2 separate regions of the Oryctolagus cuniculus genome follow, and region 2 is linked to region 1. Evidence: chromatin contacts called from public Micro-C data. All regions are on one chromosome and are shown on one strand. The core of a region is the stretch at or near the end of the contact, and the rest is flanking DNA. Distances in the headings are between cores, read along the strand shown. Region 1 holds the start of TRIB2 (tribbles pseudokinase 2). Region 2 has its middle 130 kb from the start of LPIN1.

Region 1 (7,842 bases), core at 3,389-5,888:
TGATCTGGGCTGGGCCACCCATCATCTGCACAGGATGAATAAAGCCCTTTGGGTCACTGACCTTGGTCCCCTTCACAAAATGCAGATGCCGATTTAGGACACTGTTATCCTTTCTGGGTCCTGACCCCGCAGGACCATCTGTTAACAGCTCTGTCGCCTCACCACTGGGGATGCCCCACTCTGAGACGCAAGCACAGCACTGCTTTCATTTGAACAGGATCCACAGGGTCCTCAGAAGCCCACGGAGAGACAGGGGCGCCATTTAGCTATTCATGAATTAAGGTACTCTAAGCGTCAAAAAAAAAAAAAAAAAAAAAATCTGTGAGTCAAACAGATAATGAGAACCTCAAGAGGGCTGGTGCTAAGTCGGGCCGAGAAAGCAAAGTTAACAGTCACGTTGTGAATGAACCATAATGAGGCATCTCAGGAAAGCCGCGCAGCTGCTGCCACTATAACCTAGAATTTAAGAATGAATGCTTCGACATCTCCTGGGACCACAAATCACACCCTGATACTGTCAAACGATGACCTAAGAGCGGTGACCTCAGAGGCCTGTTCAATTAGGAGGACTCTGAAATGCCTGAGTCAATAGTAATACCCGGACTGCCGGCAGCAGAAACCTGGGGAAGCCTCAGCAGTCTGAGAGAGCTTGCAGACGCTGATGTAAACACGCCGCCTTATATAACGGGGCGGTGTAGCCAGAGCACCCGGCTGCGGTGCTGTCGCTGGTACCCATCGAAGCCAGATAATTTATAACACTTGCTGGTTCCAGGAGCATTTAAAAAAAGGGGGGGGGGGTAATTTTCTTTTTTTTTTTTTCTTCCTCAGGACTTCTAGCATGTTCCCTTGCTCCACTCCAAAAAAACCTGAATGGACACAGAACAGAAAAATCAAACATGTCCATGGCATCTTCCAGACGTAGCCATATCCTTCTGTCCAAGAGAGCAGATTCCAAGATGGTGGACAGAGTATGAAAAATAAAACAAGTGCATGTGTTTTCCCAGATGGGAAGGTGACAAACTTTTATTGGTAGCTGTACCAGGCATTTATGGGTTTCGGACTGGTATTTAAACCATCACCTTCAAGCGCAAAATCAAGCCAGACACCTGGTTGCCAGCTTCTTTAAAACGTTTAATTTGGAGCGTCAGTTATATAACATGACAGTTTAACTAAGGCAGTCAGATGAGGCCATTGTTAATAATGTTAAAAAAAAAAAAAAAAAAAAAAAAAACCAAGGGTGGGGGCGCCCATTCTGCCAAGAAGGTAATGATGTCAATCTGCACAGCAACTACCAGCATTTTCATGAACAGGATGTAGCCACAGGCTTCCTGAAGCTCCTTCCCTCATTTGCCTAGGCAAAGCAGGCACACAGAGACAACAGACAGGCTTGGCTATTTTATTTAAAGGACCCCAGAATCTGACTCCCTCCAAATGATGTCCTGGAGAATTTCCTGTGCAGTCTTCGTAACAAATAGCATCTTGACTTTTGATCTGTTTTTGTAAAAGCTTTTTTTTTTTCGTTGGGTCAGCACAGCCCTAGGAAACAGGAACCCTACAGTCCAAGACATCAAAAGGAACTTGATTCATGTGTCCATTTCACTGAGCCTTGAAGTCAACCAAGAGCTCAGGGCATCTCTCTCAGTAGCGGTAGTTCACAGAATAGTCTTAGAAGACTCACTGGGAGCTTCCTAGGCTATATCCAACTGTGCTTGTGTAAGAAGTCCCTCACGTCACCTCTGGTAAAAAGGCAGAATACAGAAACCGCTGTATCTTAAAGGGATGACCTCTGTCAAGCACAACAATGATACTGCACTTAAATCCACTCGCAGTCGCACTGTAATTGGTGAGGGGCTGATTCCATCTTTGCAATAACTAAAGCAGCAGATTAAGTACAGTTTCAGGCCAGAGAGCAGGTCTGCAGTTGACCCTGTAAGGTCAGCCCGCAGTGAAATATGTCTTGAAGAGTCTGACGGGAGAAAAAGAGAGCAGAGGCCAGAGTCATCTCCGATTTTAAACAAAGAAGTAGCAGCAAGATGCTCGCGCAGAATCTGGCTCCAGAGTCTCTCTACTTAAAAGCATCCTCAGCCTTTGAAAAATATTAAAATGCTGCACTGAAGTTGAGCAAAAGGAGTGAAAACACTCACTGCTGGGTGATTGTGCATATTTCATTGGAGGCAGCAGCTCTGTGGAATTCATTCATTTCAAAGGATGACTGTCCTATTGTGCAACCTTGCAGGACTTCTGAGAATCCAGTCCAGCTCTGAACTGCCTACTAAATTTTGGTCAAATGGGCACAGTTGCTGTGGGTCTCAATAACTCAGAAAAGATGCAAAATACCGCAGGCTCAGTCCAAGCAAAAAGCAATATTTAAAGCGGCTCCGGTTTCTCCCTAAGGTCTGAGTCGGACAATCACAAAACCGACCGGAGAGCTACACCAAACCCAATTTTTGCAATGAAATACTCCAGTCCAGTATGAAATAAGACAAGTTCACAAAGCAGTCTGTGGCTCATGGTAAGAGTGTGATGCATTATTTGTAGTACAGCTGTGCACTGAGCCTGTTTCAAAGACAGCAGGAGTCCTGGCTCCCCACCCCCGACCCCCACTCTCCCCCCCAGGAAAAACAACAGAGAGCAAATCTAAAATTAAATGACAATGGATTCTTGATCTATGTCCAATTCTGGGTAGCAATGCGCTCTACTGTACTTCCCCTCTTCAGCCTCTTGTCTGGTGCCCGGTGGGTGCACACAAAGACACAGACACACACAAGCCAGGCATCCTGCAGGGTCAAAAACAAAAAGGCAGCTAAATTGTCCCCGGGGTGGTTCTACCTGCCAATCCCTGGGGCTCCAAGGGCTAAGCTCTAAGCTGACGGGGCAAGGTGTGTGTTGATGGTGGGACGTGTAGGCAAGGAAGTCTAGACAAGAAAAGAAACAGACGGGAGAGAGGGACCCCAACAATCCGCTCTTCACCGAAGGTGCGCCCGCGGCTTTGATTTCCACCCAATCTCCCATCAAGGCTACAAGGTCTTTGTAAACTGCCTCCCCGCGCCAGGCCCCTGGGCACAGCCCGAGGGGACACCTTTGTGTGTCTCCGAAAAAGGGCACCTTCGGAACAAAGGTTTAACACCTGCACGCTGCGAAGAACAATGGCTGCGAGAGGGACCGAGTCACTAGGGTCTTAAAATTAGAGGGGGATTCCCAGATCCACGCAGGAACGAGAGGGGAGAGCCACTGGGAACCTCCCAGCCCCCCGCGCCCCAGTCGCTGGGCAGCGGGTCCCGGCCTGGCGCCAGGGAGCTCCGGGAGCCTCGGGAGCACGCGTGTCCGGGGGCCCCCGCGCAGTCCCGCGCCCTCCCCGCCGCGGGCTCTCCCCAAAACGCCCCCGCGGCAGCCCGCCCCATTGTCTGAACCTTTCTAAAAACTTCGCAACTAGTCCGACAGCAGCAAATAAAGGAACAAGCCCGCGGATCCAGGCCACGGACAGGGACCCGGTGGATCTCCCTCCCCCAGACTCAGGGCTCGGCGACCTCCCCACCCGCGCCGGCCCCTGTCCAAGGGCCCAGGGAATTTTTTTTTTTAACCCAAACACCAACACCCCCGGCTCCTTACCTTGCACACCAGCTCCTCTCCGCTGTGCAGATGCACCGCACGGAAAACGTGGTCTCCCTCCAGAGGTTCCAACAATAAGTATTTCCCGATGCAAGAAACGCAATGCGACAAGTTCGGAGTCTCGGGCGGGCTCGGGGAGCCGAGGTTCGGGCTGAAACTCTGGCTGGGCTCGGCGGACCTTATAGACGACAACTCTTCGAAATCCTGGGTTTTGTTCCGCGATCTCCCATATCTCGCTATTGTGATGGGGGTAGACCTGTGTATGTTCATGAGTGTGGGGATCGCGCACGACAGACAAAAAGACCCGCTGGCGGCACGAGTGCGGCTGCAGGCGCCTCGGTGCCCCGGGTTTCGGCGGGTAGCGAGGCGCGGGGCTGCGTGGAGAAGGAGTCAGGAGCCCCTGGATGGGCGCCGCCGGGTACCTGGTCTCCTGCGAACCCGGCTCCCGGGGGCACTCGCTCCGCAGGCAGCCCGGGTCCTTTTGTTACCCCGAAGCCGGCAGCGACGCGCAGAATCGCCGCACTTGGAGTTGCTCGCTCGCTCTTTCCCCCGGCGCGGGTCTGGAGGAGCCGCGGGGCCGCGCAGACGGGGGCTGCAGAGCCGGGTTTCCCGAAGCGGTGCCCAGGCAGCCTTGGGAATCGCACGCGGGGCGGAGGAGCCCGGCTGTGTGTGGTTCGTGCAGTCCTCCGGGAGCGCACGGCGGCGGCGCAGGCTCCACGCGTTGCAAACCAAACAAAAAGCAAAAGGAAATCGGCACGGGTCTGCCGGCTCGCGACGCACGGCAGCCAGGATCCGCGCTGCACCCCCTTTTTTGGTGGAAAGGGTGGGGGGCGTGGAAGGGAGGGGGGTGCCGGCGAGGGCAGTTACCTACGTTTCAACTGTAGATGGCGTCTGAGGCTGTTCCAAGATCGCCAGAGCGCTCCAAAAAATTACACACACACACAAAAGAAAAATAGCAAGGGAGCATGTAAGTTGGAGCGGTCCGCAGCGCTGCCAAAAAAAAAAAAAAAAAAAAAAAAAAAAAAAAAAATGGCAAGAGCCGGGCAGAGTCGCGGCGCGGGCCGGGCGCAGGTTCCGCGACACCGCCCGGGCTGGCCCGCCGCGCCGAGCTCAGCACAGGCGCATGCTGCAGCCGCGCGCCCGCGCTCCGGGTCTTCCTGCGAGCCGAGCCGGGAGAGCGCGCAGGGGCCAGGACGGAGCGGCGGGCTCCGGTTTCCCCGGCGCGGGCTTCCGGGATCGTGCGGGCACCGGGAGAGGATGCGCCCCCCTGGCTCGGCCCACCCGCGGCGGCGTCGCCTTCCCGCCGGAGAGCCGCGGCTCGCCTCGGAACAACTGGCAACCGCTCCGTCTCCCCCTGCGCCGGACCCTCAGCGCCCCGCGCGGTTTGTTTTGGAGAAAATTGACGCTTTTCCGCCTTCTTCCTTAATTCTTCCCTGGCCCCGCAGCGGTAGGCGAGGGCAGTGTATTTAAGGATGAAAGGGGATGGCCGACGGCGCCGAGGCCAGCCCCCGCTCGGCACGCCAGCACCTCCCGGCCAGGCGGTATTAATAGTTACTTACGCGGCCGGGGATCTCGGCGCGAGCGCGGCTGCCTGTGCGCGCGCGCGCGCCCCGCTCGCGCCCGGTCTCCCCATTCAATGTCACCGACACACTCGCCCCGGCCCCGCCCCGCCCCTGCCGGCTCCCCCCGCCCCTCATTGAGCCGGGTGCCCATCCGTCAGCCTCGCCGCTGCTGCCCCTGCGGCTCCCGGCCCGGGCCGCCGGCGCTGGGGCTCGGGGCGGTAAACAAAGTGCTATATCCGCCCCCCGGCCCCGGGCGCCGTGGCCAGCGCCGTCCGGGCAGCGCGCCCCGTGCCGGCTACGTGCCCCGCTGCAGGCGGGCCGCGCCTCCCCACCGGTTCGCCCGGCGCAGCTCGGACCGCGCCAAGGCTCTGCCTTTGAACCGAGCGCCTGCATCCTCCTGGCGCTTTCCCGCGGAAAGCCGGGCGGACTCGGAGCCTCTGGCCCACTCTGCTCGGATGCGCTGAGCGAGGAGCGCCTCTGTTTTCCCAGAAGGTGCCCGGAACAGTACCACTGCCTGGAGCTCCACGAATTCGTTTCATTCTATCTCCAGCATCCCTCTCCCCGTTTAAAAAGAAATCGTGTGCTTGCTTTCCTTTGGTGCCACTACCTCCTCCCCTTCCCCAGCCTGAGTATTTAATTTTCTTAAGAAGACATTTAACGCAGACCACATTGAATCTTTTATACTCCCCCCTGCTTTCAGGGCATTGCCCATCGTGCCGAGAAGGCCCAGGGTGACAATCCTTGGCACCAGCGCTGCGGGCGCCCAGCTGCAGGCCGCAGGGCTTCTCTCTTATCCCCTAGCACATGGACCACGGATGCACTCAAAGCTGAAGGTGATGTGAAGGCAGCCGTTTCACCGCCGAATTATTAACTCCAGTCCGCTTGGCTGGGACGCGGGAGCAAAGAATCTTGAACCCACTCAGAGCCTTGGAAATCTAGAACCTTTTCCAAATGGATCTTGGTAATGAGAAGCCATCCAGCCCGGAGCACACTGGGAGGGGCTGGTAAAGGGGCATTGAGATGATTCTGGGCGCCCTCCCGTCTTGTACGTGGTTAGTAAAGAACCTACAACTTACTGCCCACAGTGGGATAATTTGAGTGAAAAAAGAGGCGTTTATGGGGATGCCCACCTGGGACCAGGGAGTTGCTCCAATGATGAGGAGTCCCTGGAGTCGGCCCCACATGAGCCAGGACCCTAAGTCTGCAACTGCCTCCCAGCGGTTCCTGGGAAGGAAGGGAAACAAGTGGGCCCTGTGGCTTGGCATGCCTTGCCATGCTGCCCATGACTTCATCCCTGATCCTGGGCGGATAGATCAGGACAGCCTAAGGGGTCTTCCAGTCCAGCGTCCCCCCACGAAGACATGGGCCCGTGTCAAGAGCAGCTCCAAGGCCACCTCTGCTGGTGGGTGGGGAAGAAGGTGTGTGGCCGTCTCTGGTCAGGGGCTGCCAGAGGAGCTTTGCCAGAATTCAGGGTTGCACCCTGTTTTGCAGTCCTGGCTGGGCTCCTGATTTCACATGGAGATTGAATCAAGAAATACCTTTGTTCCCTCCCTTTCTGGGTCCTGACTCTTCATCTTTGAGGGCATGGCACAAACCCTGCTCACCTCACACGATTCCTTTGGAATTGTGTTTCCAGTTCCAGGAAATCTATGAAGGCTTAGTATAAGCCGAGCCCTGTGCAGAGTGTTAAGGATCCAAATAGGAGTAAGATTTGATGTCTGCCACCCAGGAGCTATGAGTCTAGCCCCAGAGAAAGACTGGGAAACAAATAATTTCATTGTGTATGATGTGGCAAGTAGAATATCAGGCTCTCAAGGGAGCCCAGAGGAGGGAACAACTTTTCCTGGATGTCGAGACTTTTCCCTCCAAAAAAACATATGATTTTTCTTTTTTCTTTTTAACCTGGAATTAATCAAAACCAAAAATATTTATTGAAACCTACTACGTGCCGGACACTGGATATGGACACACAATGATCTTTAAATATATTTTGTTTATTTGTGGACCTTGAAAGAGTCCTGTGAGTCACAACATAATATGAATAAAAGATTGTGGTTGGCATTTCGAGCAGAGAAGGAATGTGCATAAGCGAAGGAGTGAGATGTTCTGAAGTTTCTAGCAACTCATCCTCCTCCAGCATTGGCAGTGTCCCAGGGGGAGTCAGGCCTGGGGCTGGCAAGGTGGTTGGGGTTTGATCACAAAGGTGTTAACAGACACAGCCAGCACTCAAGGTCTTCCTTGTAGAAAAGACAAAGAGTTGAGGCATATTTAAATTGGCAAGTGACAAGGTTGTACTGGAGTTGCACGAAGATCAGGCTGCAGGTCAGAGGGAGTTAACACCACTGCACTTCCCACTAGCCTGGAGACAAGAAGGAAAACATAACTCTTGATGCATAAACCTCTATACCTGATGGATGAGGCTGTATGGCAGCCATTGCCCTGCCCAGTCTTAAAAGCTAAATTCACAGCGAAGTGCTCAGTGTTCACTGAGCAGACTCGTGGAGCAGTTGCAGCACACGATAAACAAGCTAATTTACACGGAGGGCCTTAAACATTTGTTAGGCCTGTAGACTCAGTAGTTCTTCTCAAGTTGAAACGCACAGAAAAATGCAGTACAAGATCAGCGGGACTCTTTCATTTATTCATGTTTGAGTTATTTGGCATTGAATGA
Region 2 (7,842 bases), core at 3,768-6,267, 930 kb after region 1:
CAAACTCTGGATGCGGTTGCTAAGAAATAGACTAAAAATTGGGGATGTCTTAAAAAAGTACACAGAGAAGAAAGAACAAATGAAACCGAGGGTGAAGCACTGATGGGCCTAAATGCTTTGCCTGCAGCCTTCACAGCCTGGCACCCTCTTAGGGAGGCCCTTCTCCACCTGAGTTCCTCTCCCATCTGAGTCCTGTCCATTGTCTGTGCTCCCACTCCTTGGATCAGCCAGGTGACGGCAGCTGCTGTCCAAGATAAACTGAGATCTCACAGTTTACCATCCTCAAAGTTTCTCTCTCACACTATTTTATGGGGGGCAGGCTGCCTTCCACACAGTTATTTGGGCCCAGGTTCCTTCTGTCTTGTGGCTCTGCCTTAGAGTCACTGCAAGTTGATGGATGGAGACAAGCAGTATGAAAAAGGCACACCCATTTTTAACGTCTTTGACTCAGAAGTGATACATATAGGTCACCACTCCTCACACCCCCGCTGGGAAAATATGAAATGGCCCCATAGGATATGGGGTTGAGGGCTGGAAACGTGGTCCCTAACAGGCCGTCAGCATCAACTCTACAACACGGAAGGAATATGGGACTGTTTAGGTGACAGCCAGCACCTCAGCCATGTCCTGTCCCTGCCCCCTTTCTCTCAACACCAGCAGCCCCTAAACAACTGGCATTTTCCCCTGGATGTTTAAACATCAGGAACTCAGCTACTGATCGAGTCATCGCTTTGGGCTATAGCTCTGTTGTGATCCATCAGTGACACACAAGAACAGCAGGCAGAAGAGGAACACAGTGTCCTCAACCCTGTGCCCAACGCTACTCCAGCAGCTCACGCTGAGTCAGTGTCACAGCACCCGGCAAAGCTTCCAGGTCCAGGAAGCTGTGTCTTCAAGTCTTTGACAGGCACTCGTGACATACGCTCCAGTCTCCCACCCAGGCACAACTGGGTCCTGGCAGCTAGTTCTGGATCGAAAGGGCAAGCTCTGCTGGGCGAGAGAACAGGGTCTGGTTTGCATCTGTTCCTGGTCAAAACAGGAAGTCCTTACCCCGTTTTCAAAACGTGTGAGCTTCTTTAAAGAAGCCAATGCACTGTGGTGCCCACAGTGACTCAACCCTGAGTAACATGTGGAAGCTGCCTTAAGTGCCCCTCACAGCTGGTTCCCCACTCCACATCCCTTCTCCTTCCCCAGTTCAGCCAGGACGTCCTGTGCATGCAGCTCTGCAGGCTGGCTCATGCAGCGAGCAGGCATGCAAGTGGGCACACGATGCAGCCAGCGCTCCAGTACTGCCCCGTTGCACCTCCACCACCCCAGTGGCCACCCATGTGACTGCCGCTCTGGGGGGGTACAGCACGCACCTGCAGAAATGGGGACAGAGCCTGACGACTCTGCCGCCAGCCTGGATTTGGAGGCCTAAGTCCTGACTCTGCCTTTTACTGGGGGGACCTTAGCAAATCTCTGCACTTTTGATTTTCAGAAGACTCCTCCATGAAATGGGGCTAATGACTGTTGAAAGTGACTTGAGGGGCGGTGCTGTGGTGTAGCAGGTAAAGCCACTGCCTGCAGTGCTGGCATCCCATACTGGTGCCAGTTCCAGTCCCGGGTGCTCTCTCCACATTTTTTTTTGGACAGGCAGAGTTAGTGAGATAAAGAGACAGAGAGAAAGGTCTTCCTTCCGTTGGTTCACCCTCCAAATGGCCACCATGGCCTGCGCACTGTGCCGATCCAAAACCAGAAGCCAGGTGATTCCTCCCAGTCTCCCATGCGGGTACAGGGACGCAAGCACTCGGGCCATCCCCCACTGCCCCCCTTCCCAGGCCACAGCAGAGAGTTGGACTGGAAGAGGAGCAATCAGGACAGAATCCAGCACCCCAACCGGGACTAGAACCCGGGATGCCGGCGCCGCAGGCAGAGGATTAGCCAAGTGAGCCGCAGCGCCAGCCTATACTCCACTTCTGATCCAGCTCTCTGCTATGGCCTGGGAATGCAGCAGCAGATGGCCCAAACCCTTGGGCCCCTGCACCCATGTGGGAGACTAGAAGAAGCTCCTGGTTCTGGATCAGCTCAGTTCCATCCGCTGAAGCCATGTGGGGAGTGAAGCAGCAGATGGAAGCCTTCTCTTTCTCCTTCTCTCTCTGCCTCTGCCTCTCTGGAATTTTGACTTTCAAGTAGATAATAATTTTTTTAAAAAAAGGGACTTGAAAACAGCCATGATAATACACCTTCCAGTTGGGTCACAGCTTACAGTTTCCAGTGCACAAAGAGCTTTTGTGTGGGCCAGTGTGAAAGACACTGAGGCCAAGGCAGTGCCCTTAAAGAGACCTGAGGTGTCCGCCAGGGAGGGGAGTGCCACCTGGGAGCTAAAGCACAGCAAAGCAGCTGTCACTGAGATGGGACACTCGAGGTGCATGGCTGTGAGGTGGTCCACCAGCAGGCCAGGGCCAAGAAGCTGCCAGAAGCCTTGCTTTCCTGAGCAAGTCAACACACCCAGCACCCAGCTACAAGCAGGCGGCCTCCAGAAAGGTGACTTTTATTTACAAGTGTGCTGAGATGCTCCCATGGACACCCAGACCTCCTCAGTTTACCTGTTTGTAGCTTACACTTTCATACACTGCATTTTGACACTCCTAAACTGTACTTTTCATACAATAGTTGATGGTTCCATATTCATAAAAACAATGCTGACCACCAGGTGCTCCTGCCGCCTCCTCTGAGGCCAAAGTCAAGGCGACTGTCCTATCTTCCTGCTCCCCATGAATGTCCAGGTTACCTCAGGGCTCTCCCACACCCACCCCAAAGCCTGGAGCTTTTCATTCAGCTTAGTGTTGCAGGGCTGGGGAGGTGGGTGTACAGGTGAGGCAGACACCACCTAAGGTCACACCCATCTCAAGGTGTTGCGCTAAGACCCCATCCCCATCTGTTTTCCAGTGACTCAATGATGTAGAACAATCTTAAGGATTTTGAGGCTGCTCAACTAACCAGCCTCCATTCCTGAACAGATGCATGAATGAGGGACCTGGGCCACCTCCCTGTCCCCCAAGGATGCTACTTCCCATCCTAGGGTTCCCAAGTCCACGTGAAGTTTCTTATCTGACCAGCCACTGCTTGCTCCGCCAAGCAGCTCTATATGCGAAGATCTCAAGTCGCTTTGCCTCTCTGCAAACAGCAGTGCCAGCTTTGTCCTTCAGATGCACAGGACCTCTGCATTACGAGAGGTGTCAGCACCTGCGCAGGTTTAGGAGACACTCTCTGTAGGGCGGCTGCGGACAGCTCCTCCTGCCGCCCCAAGGAAGGAGGCACTGAGGCTTCTCGCACAGGACCAGGCCACAGGACCCAACCGGTCGTGTGCCAGGCTGCCCCTGCGCCGCAGGAGCCCACAACACTGGCTATTTTAGTGGCAGAGCTGAAACTGCTCGTCAACCTCACATAGCCAGAGTGGGAATTTTCCACCATGGAGACAAAAGGAGATATTTAAAATTCCAAATTTGGCGTCAGGCCTAAACTACCTCTATCACAGTTGCCAGGGAGCCCGTGACTTTGGGAGCTACAGCTGACCCATGGGTGCCCACTGGCTCAGTTTAAGCTTCATCCACGCATCAGAATCCCACAGGAGAAGGAGGAGTGACAAGCATCCCAAACCAAGCCCTCAGTGTGCTGATGGCTCAAGCAACCAAAGGATCCTGTGGCACCCAAACTAGGGTTTACAGCACTTGGAGCGGGACAACGCGGTCTGGGCCGTCTCTGGCAGAATGTACAAGTGCACCAACTCAAGTGAGTGGCCACCCTGGTCCTCTAAGACAACTGACTGAGCGGGGACCCCACCCCTGCTGTTAAACTGCTGAGCTCCTCAGCAGTCAACACACATGTAAATATGGAATAAGAGGTTTCCCAGTACTGTGTTCTGTAGACGTCAAAGAAAATGAGAATGATGATTTGAATGGTGGTACGCCAGGCTCCAAAGCTGAATGAAACATGGTACCACATTAAACACAAAGCACCAATCCATCCAAGCTAACCTCAAATCCTGGTTATTCCACAGCTAGGGTGCATCAATTTCTTCCACAACATGACAGTAAGTAGACTTGAAACTCTACTAGAGTTACAGTGTTGTCTACACTTAATATTAAATGCACTCAGTAGTAAATATTAATTTAAATATTGCTTTTAGTTTTATACTGTACAAGACTATTCTTTGATGTCCCACTTCCCTGCCGGCCCACACTACCCCCCAACCCTGGCACAGGTTTAACAGGGCTGTTTCTGAACACATGGCTCTCTCGATTTCTCTCTCTTGATCTCTCTCTTATACTCTCCTCCCTCTTTTCCTTCTTTGCCCCTTCCCTCCGGTCTGTTGGGTTTCCCCACCAATAAACCCTTTTCCTTATAAAAAATACATAAAAGTAATTGGATGCAACATTAACATTTTGATGCTGGTCCCTCATATTCCTTAAATTTGAGGGGAAATCCAATAATAGACTCCTATTTGTCCACTTAACACATACTCCCTAATCCCAAGAATGTAGCTAAGTGGGTCCCATCAGCTGACTTCTGAGGAAAGTAAACATTTTACTGCACAAGGAATTACACCTATTGCCATCATCTTTTGTGTGCTCCATGAAAGAAAAACCCAAACTTTAATCCAGAATTCAGTCTCTTTCGATCAAAGCAAGGGCATCAGCCTAACTCAATCTGCAAGCAGTGTTTATTTTGGGGATTCCCTGAAATATGAATCAAGAAGACAAAGAACAAAAGCGAAACCAGGGAGCCACTGGGGGAGGACAAACAGGCGGCTTCCAAACGAATGTGTAAACCGCTTCTCCCCAGCCTGGCTCCCTCGAGCATCTCGGAAAAGGATGCTTTCACCATCGGAGAAATGACGACTGGCTGCTCCTCCACTTACATGGCTTTGTTGCAAAATGAATGTGACTTGTTCAGATTCCAGGCGGAGAAAGCAGCAGCAGTCGTGGTTCCTTTCCAGAGTGAAACTCAAAACCACAATCTCCGGTGCACAAAAGGCAGAATGAGTCACAGGAAGAGGCCACTTGCTTGCAAAACTCATTAAAGGCAATGCCGGGCTGAATGGACTTCCTGCACCAATGAAAAGATCCCTGGCACCAGGACAGGCACCTCGAGGCTCCGACAGTTTGGAGGAAGAAAGCAGCCATTAGAAATCTGGGCACAGCCTGAGTCGGCTCCTCCTCGCACACTCTCCCAGCCCAGCCCCCGCTGCCCAGCCTGGAATCCCCTCTGTTCTGGTCAGGCCCCCATCTCAGGTCCTTGGGAAGGTATCAAAGGGTCACACCGACACCCCATGACTAGGATGAGCACCTGTCCTGGGCTTCCAAGCTCCTTTTCAGGAGTGCAGCTGAGGCCAGAGGATCCATCCGGTGGCTTCCTGAGGTCTCAGGTTGCTGGGAGCTCCGAGAAGTTACTGCTTGCCCTGGCCTGGCCACATGAAACTCAGATAGGAGCTGTTTTTGGAGATGCATTAAGCCCTGGGGTTTTACTCCATCTAAAGTCTGTGTTTGACTTGTGAACAAGCATAGAATTCCCCTGAAGGACTTCTCACTACGACACACAGACGGAGACACAGAGCCATCTCCCAGCTGCTGCTCCACTCCCTAAATACTCACAACAGGCAGGGGCTAGGACAGGTTGAAGCTGGGAGCTGGGTAATCCATCCAGGTCTCCCATTTGGGTTGCAGAGAGCCAACTATTGGAGCCAAAAGCCTGCTGCCTCCCAGGACGTGCATTTGTGGGAAGCTGCAATCAGAACTGAAGCCAGGACTCAAATGCAGCTACTCCAAAATGAGACATGGGTGTCTCAACCACGGGACCAAACACTCACCCCAACAATCTGCATTCCCACCAAGCTCCTTGATGCTGGAGCTACAGAGCAGGAGGCCACGCTTGGTTGTTAGATCTGAACAACCAGGGCCAGTGATGTTGAAATTTGGGCTGTGCCAGTTGGAGGCCCTTTGGTGCCAAAAACAGGCCCCCTGAAAGAACTCCCTCCACTCTACCCAAGCCCAAGCCACACTTGATTGGTCTCCAACTCCCTGACTTCCAGGAGGGGGCCTTTGTCAGACCACTTTTTTTTAAAAAGGCTGTGCTGCCAAACCAAAACCAATGGTGCCCCCCGGTGGTCATTCAGGGCCATAGACGCCTAGGTTAGCTCCTGGCAGTTTTCCAGTTTCCTTCCAGTATCAAGTCCCTGCCTGGTTTTCAGTAGAAGCAACACGGCCTCCTTCAGTGCTTAGGAGGCAGGAGGGGTCAAAAACAGCAAGGCAGAAACCCCCGTGGCCTTTTCCCACCTTATCCTCAGAGAGGGGCACAGCATGGCTCCCACAGCCTGGAAACAAAACACGCAGCAGGGGAAGCAGCCAAGTGAGGGGCTATGGGGTGATGGGGGCAACTCTCTCCAGAATAGCTGGATGGGACCCAGCTCCTGCTGGAGCAAGGACACGGAGACTCTAGAAGCTGGTTTTTTGGTTTAGTTTTGTTTTTTTACTGCTCTGGTTCCAGGACGGTATGAGGACCACACGCATTTTTTTGGAAAGGGCATTTTGAGGCCCATAGCCGCCAGCAATGACCCCAGCATCTGTCCCCTGAGCCTCCAATGCAAGGGTGGTGCTATCCCAACACCTTCAATACACAGGGCTGGCAGCTGAGACATGGGGAGGTCTACGCTATTGAAGCAGCTCCCTCACAGAACAGCTCCCACAAGGGAACCCAACAGAGCCCAGGGAGGAGGAGAGACCCAGGCAAGGGTGGCGCTGGGGCATCCGCCAGCTGCAGACACGAGCTTGTATTCATCTCACTGCACGGGTAAGAGCACCTGCACACTGACATCACAGCTGGAATAACCCTGTGCTGCTGTTCAGGGAAATCAGTTTGGTCTGTTTTGTTTTGAAGATGCACAGGCATTAACCCCACAGATGCCCCATGCGGAGCTGCTGCCGCTATGTTTGCAACATCTAGAGGCCGATGCTCTTCCTTTTACTCCAAAATGCCTAGGCTGAGCCGGCAGACCAACAGAAGTCTCCACCCACATGGATGACACACAGAATCAACAACAATTATGACAGTTTTGGCTTCCATGACAGAACCAGTCAAGGCCTTTGAAATGAAAACACATCTAGGGTACCCTACAGATAAGTCCGAAGTCCGGAAATATCAGGACAACAGGTTGAGGAAAGGGAACCACCAGGAGTTAACACCACACCTGGGCAGGGCCCTGGGAGCACTTAGAGAGCATCTGACTGAAACTCCCTGCTCCTGAGCACCCGCCGGGCAGGCACAGCCCTCCGTCCTCCCCACACACAGCACTGAATCCACAGCAGACCAACTGCTGACTCCAGGTAGTGACACAAATGCTCAGAACAGGATCGGTTTGATGCGAGGCTTGATAGCACACACCAGAAAACCAGCAACTTAGTAACTTACCAAAAACTAAACTTAGAGACATCAGTTAAGGGGATGGCCAAGTGTTGCCGTTCGCAATGCAGGTCTCTTCTAAGAGGGCTGTTTTGAGTCCCAGCTGCTCTGTTTCTGATCCAGCTCCCTGCTAATAATGCACTTGGGAAGGCAGCGGCTGACAGCCCAAATGCTTGGGTCCCTGCACCCACGTAGGAGGCCCAGATGGGCATTCCTGGCTCATGGATTCACCCTAGCCCCTCCCCAGTCATTGCAACCATTTGGGGAATAAACCCACAGATGGGAGTCTTTCTCTCCCTCCCTCCCTCTGTCACCCTGCCTTTCAAATAAATTTTAAAAAAATTTTTTTTAAAAATCTAGTTAGGATGCCTGTATCCCAGTATACCCAGCTCTGTGGAAGAC

The links. Hi-C and Micro-C count contacts between places; a contact is called where the count stands out from the background.
Region 2: a contact with region 1 is called in a Micro-C map of ear pinna, with 8 times the contacts expected there. The contact joins the enhancer-like site here to the promoter of TRIB2 in region 1. A contact is called at or near these places in 2 of 6 Hi-C or Micro-C datasets (ear pinna and an unstated tissue).

What each region holds. Positions count from the first base shown.
Region 1 is chr2:190,029,743-190,037,584 of mOryCun1.1, forward strand. It overlaps TRIB2 (tribbles pseudokinase 2), which reads right to left and starts at 4,639. Exons shown (of 3, transcript XM_002710045.5): 1 at 3,610-4,639. The coding sequence starts at 3,879.
Region 2 is chr2:190,957,189-190,965,030 of mOryCun1.1, forward strand. No RefSeq gene overlaps it. Among named protein-coding and RNA genes, the nearest start is that of LPIN1, 130 kb to the right of the region's middle. Within about 2 kb of position 5,018, at least 3 of the 8 cell types and tissues checked have an H3K27ac peak or open chromatin away from gene starts, as enhancers often do. A contact at or near this core is called in ear pinna, where this site is marked.